2 separate regions of the Danio rerio genome follow, and region 1 is linked to region 2. The links are chromatin contacts, called in public HiCAR-type maps. All regions are on one chromosome and are shown on one strand. Each heading gives the region's core, a stretch centred on a gene start, on an enhancer-like site or on the middle of the called end of the contact. The rest is flanking DNA. Distances are from core to core; before and after follow the strand shown.

Evidence for each region. HiCAR-type assays count read pairs that join an accessible place to other places.
Region 1: a HiCAR-type map of caudal fin shows a contact between it and region 2, with 12 times the contacts expected there. The contact joins the enhancer-like site here to the promoter of ficd in region 2. A contact is called at or near these places in 6 of 18 Hi-C or Micro-C datasets (caudal fin, embryo, hematopoietic stem cells and 2 more) and 2 of 4 datasets of contacts at active chromatin or transcription factors (caudal fin and embryo).

The regions. Positions count from the first base shown.
Region 1 is chr5:21,386,260-21,388,959 of GRCz12tu, reverse strand. All of the region lies in intron 2 of wscd2 (WSC domain containing 2), which reads left to right. Among named protein-coding and RNA genes, the nearest start is that of wscd2, 20 kb to the left of the region's middle. Within about 2 kb of position 1,444, at least 4 of the 62 cell types and tissues checked have an H3K27ac peak or open chromatin away from gene starts, as enhancers often do. A contact at or near this core is called in caudal fin and skeletal muscle, where this site is marked.
Region 2 is chr5:21,218,261-21,220,960 of GRCz12tu, reverse strand. ficd (FIC domain protein adenylyltransferase) reads left to right here and starts at 1,297. Exons shown (of 3, transcript NM_001017794.2): 1 at 1,297-1,390; 2 at 2,339-2,674. The coding sequence starts at 2,404.

The sequences.
Region 1 (2,700 bases), core at 195-2,694, 170 kb before region 2:
TACTTTCTTCTACCACTTATTCTCATCTGCAGCTGATGTTAGAACAGCAGAAGCCGTTACTAATTCACCAACGTGATTTTAAAGCTCGTATTTGAATGATTTTCTAGCGTAATATACAAAGGGATGACAAAACAGGAGATTTTGCTGACATTTTAAGATTATAAGGCTGAACGACATGAAATACCATCAGTCTACAGAGATTTCCGATTATGTCTCAGTTGCAATCAGAATATTAAAATAATTAACTCCGAAAAAGCCAAAGCAAAGCAAACACTAATAGACTATGGTATAAATACAGAACTGCAACATACAAAAGAGAGAGGTTGACTTTCATTTTCATTTTCATTGAAAGTCTCTTACCTTTTTTATAATAATTTGATCAGTTACGCTAGATTTTTCTCCTCTAAGGACTCCTAATATATGGCCTCTGTCGCCATCTTGTGGAAGAATGTCAACTGTCTTTGCTCTGCTCAGTATGACAGGCTGATGGATGCTGATGCGCCGAATCTCAAAATCATAAATTTATAAATAGGCACTCTCCTTATAAATAAACTGCATAGTTGCAATGTAAAAAACTATATTCTTGCCTAAAAAGCCTCAAAAGTACATAATGTTGTCCAACAGCTGCAATATTTGTCAAACTGTAGTGAATTTATTGATCTGCTGTCACTCTGGAGTAAAAAGGATGAGGAGGTCTTATGAGTGCTGTTATTGCAGAATATTGCATGGCTATCAGCCAATCAAATTCGAGAACCAGACAGAAACTAGAAACTGTTGTTTGTATATTATATATATATATATCATAGATGTCATGGACATTCAGCTTTTTATTGAAAATCAGGGAAAAATAAAGACACTTATAATATTAAATATTTGAGTTAAACTGTGAAAGGCTTAAACTGGTCATAAATGACATTTTGTCTGAATGAGATCTCATTAAAAAAAAAAAAAGTTTGATCACACTTTATTTTGATGGTCCGTTTGTTGAAGTTAAGTTACATTTCAACTAATTTTCATAAGATTATAAGTAGACTGATATGTTGGAGTTAGGGTTAGTGTAATTTGACATGTACTTGACAAGTTTCTTATAGTCAGTTGAATGTCTGTTGAAGGAGCAGTATCAACAGATGTTAGGCAGAGTCTTCTAATACTCAAATGAACCATCAAAATAAAGTGTTACCAAATGTTTCATTGTTTTGTTTTTTTTTTCAGAATAGACCTTTGCTCTCTTCTGAAAGCCACAATTCATTACACAGAAATGAAGGGTTTTTGCTCATAAAAAGGGGAAATTTGACCAGCTATAGACTAATAAATGGTCTGTGGGATATTTTGAACTGAAATGTTACAGATTTCAAAGATGTCATTTAACTGTAAGTTCAGGCAGCAGTTTTTGAGATTTACGTATTTCCTCATTCATTTCGATACAAGTAGGTCTTTGATGAACTGCCCGGAGGCATTGCAAATTTATCTGCCAACTTTTCTTGAAAGGGATAATGACAGCTGGCCTCAGCAATGCTAGTCATTTTACTTATAAATAACTTTTATTCTCTTCTTTTAAGATGAGCTTTTGTCCCCACAGAGTAGTTAAAACCTGACTTAAACACAAAAATGACACCTACACAACACTCATGTTGTTATTACAATGCACAAATACACTTACAGTACGCTGTAAGTCCTCATAAATATGTTATTGATGTCATGCTAATGGGGTCCTTAACTGACAAACATGAAAAACAAATCACTCATTACTATAATCGTATTCCTTTTAATAAATGAGGGTATGTTCACAAGATGATTTTTTCATTTTCCTTCAGCTTAGCTCCTTTATAGAATGAACCGCCAACTTATCCTGTGTATGTTTTACACAGCGGATCCCCTTCCAGCTGCAACCCAGTACACCCATACACACTCTTTTCACACACATATACTGCGGGCAATTTAGTTTATTTAATTCACCTATAGCGCATGTCTTTGGACTGTGGGGAAAACCAGAGCACCAGAAGGAAACTCATGGGAACATTGGGAGAATGTGCAAACTTCACACAGAAATGCCAACTGACCGAGCCAGAACTCGAACCAATGACTTTCTTGCTGTGAGGCGACAGTGCTAACCACTGAGCCACCGTGTCGCCTCATTTACAAGATGATTTCAACTTAAAAACTCAAAACTTTTTTTTTTTTTTTTTACAATTTTAACAATTTTGGGGGGCTTAATATACTCTTTTTTTCTTTTATTACTGTTAACAGGCTACAAAAAATGATTTTACCAAAACCTTCATCCTCAACAATCCTGTGTGTACAGGATGTGAAACTTCAAAAATGGAAAAGATAAGGATATGTGTATACTGTATCTGTTTTTGATTTAATTGTCTTGTGTAAATGTAACCTGAGAGGGAAAGGGTTATCAGGTATATCCTTCCTCTGATGGTCATCTGATTTGTTTGCTTATTTCTATATTTACCTCCTCTTTTCCTCATTCCTTAAATGATTAGATGTTTACAAAAACAGCTCAGTTGTTTTTTATAATTTAAATGGACTGTTCTCCCAAAAGGGAAAGTGTTGTCTGTTACTCCCCTTTAGTTTTTTGGAAGCCTTATTACATTTCTTGTTATAGATCACAACAGAGGAAATGATTAAAAACCCCAACTAAATTTCTGTACAATTACAATAATTCTAAACAGAAGTGTTCACCTTTTGACC
Region 2 (2,700 bases), core at 48-2,547:
TTTTTTAAAAACAATTTTAAGGTCAAAATTTTTAGCCCCTTTAAGCTATATTGTTTTTAGATAGTCTACAGAACAAACCATCGTTATATAATAACTTGCCTAATTACCCTAACCTACCTATACCTAATTAGCCTAGTTAAGCCTTTAAATGTCACTTTAATCTGTATAGAAGTGTCTTGAAAAATATCTAGTAAAATATTATTTACTGCCATCATGGCAAAGATAAAATAAATCAGTTATTAGAAATATGTTAATAAAACTATTATGTTTAGAAATGTGTTGAAAAAAATCTTCACTCCGTTAAACAGAAATTGGGGATAAAATAAACAGGGGAGGCTAATAATTCTGACTTAAACTGTAGATCAGAGCTTGATTTTGTTTGTCACATCAGAAATTGTATTTTTTGGAATTGTCAATTCTCAAAGAAAATCTCCAAATTTGTAGATTACAAATTATTGCCACATTTTTGTTTAGAACACCAACATGTTAACAAAAAAATGAAGGAAGCTTATGTTATTAATCTTTAGATAATATTTACATTGCAAATTTAATAACCAAAAACATATTTTATCCTGATATTAATTTATTCATTTGCTTTTCGGCTTAGTCCCTTATTTATCAGGGCTCGCCACATTGGAATGAACCGCCAACTTATCCAGCATATGTATATGAAACAGGAACACCCTAACCCACACAAACATGGGGAGAACATGCAAACCTCACACAGAACTGTGTCACTGTGAGACCCTTATCTTGATATACTAAAATAATTAGAACATTACATAGCATAAAGCAAAGCTCTAATTAAAAAATGCCATTAAAACAGTCTTTTTTTACTTAAAACCTTCCACATGCTGTAGTCCCACAAGGCCCTTACCCTTAGTATGCATACTTTTACAAATATTTTTTGTAAATATTTTGTTTTTTGTACACCTCTGACCTTTTTTTCTTCTTTTCTTTCTTTCTTCTTTGAATTTGTATTGTTCTGTACTTTGGTCTTTAAAAAATTGTGAAACCGTCGTCTTGAAAGAGCAGTTTCCTCATAATATTTCTTTAATTAAACGATTATTGTTTGCATCAAAATATATATTATAAAATAAGCACTGACAAACTGATTATCAGAGAGCATTACATCATGTCATACCAGATCCAGATGCGTTTTTGTCTTGTCCAATCGTGAAGTTCTACGATCTGAAAACTGTGTTGCTGTTGTAGGGTGTGTGGCGACATTCTGACCAATCACTAATCACATTCTAACTAAAACCATCCAACCAGGCGTAACCTTAGAAGTAGGTGATATCCGCTTCACGGAAGTTGACGTTGCTAACGACAGAGGCATCTTTTCTGATCTTTTCCCTCATCAGAACTGGGAATAAAACTTCAACATCCAGTAAGGTATCTCTGAACAACTGGAGATTTATTTCTTATGTTATAAACGATGGAATTTGCCGCTGTTTTTTTAGGTTTGTTAATGTGTTTTTGTAAAGGTGTAAGATTTGTGTCATGACCAGCTGGTAGTCATGGACTAACCGGTATTTATCTTAATCTTTCAGCTGTCGAGGAAATTTTCCTGCAACGTTAAGATTACAGCATGATTTGCTGATAAAGTTTGTCATTTAAGTATATTAAATGACCTTGTGCTTAACACTCAATTACGTGTAATGCATTTCAAGTACTGGTTCAGCTGCTTTAAATTGTGTAACCTGTTATAATTGTGACATCTGCGGACACTAAACTAAAGTGAACAGACAAAAGAAAAAAAAAACCTGAAAGAGTATTGTCAATGTTCATATAATGTTTTTGAGTTGACTATTATTCCCTAAATAGACTCCCAAGCTGTACTTGACTTATTAGAATGTAGGAGGACAATAGTTTAAAAAGATAGTTCACCCCCAAAATGCTTTGTTTCACACCTGTTTGAGGTACTGTCATCAGTTAAACACAAAAGAAGATCGTTTGAAGTATGTTGAAAATCTATAACTGTTGAATTGCAATGTATTTGTTTTTCCTGCTATGGAAGTCAATGGTTACATGTTTTCTGCAATCTTCAGGGTGTCCACAGGGTCTGAATGTCTTCAATCTCAAAATCTAAAGTTTAGACCTTAAAAAGTCTTAAATGGAACTAACAAATTGAACTATTCAAATAATCTGCTGAAATTATATTCATATCACAATATTTATTGCAGAAAAACAAAATATCGCTATGTCGGTTTATTTTCCAATATGGTGCAGTCCTAGCATAAACATTATGAATTAGTAATTTTACATTTTTGGGTGAATATCCCATTCATTTAAAAGTTCATGACTTTACCAGCATCTGTTTTTCCATTTGACCCAGGTTTTCGGAGAGTTTGCAGCTGTAATGTGGGACGTGTGTCATGTTGACTCTGGGTCTCTGGACTGATGGCAGCTCTAGCGGTGTTGCGTTATGCCGGCAGCAGTCCTCTGCTCTGGGGTTGGGGGCCCATTCTGTTTGGCCTGCTGGGGTCTGTGTTTGTCCTGCTGCTGCCTTTAGTGGGCATCGAGGAGCAATGCTGTGCCACGCTCAAGGGTCTTGCCCTTCTGCGCTGTCAGATGTGGGGGGGCATCCAGAGGCCTGTAGTTCACACCACCAGCCTGGCGGTTCCTTTCACAGCACTAGACCTCCTGCCACAAAAAGTCAAGCCCAGTAAAGGTACAGCTTTGGCTTTCTGTTGTTGA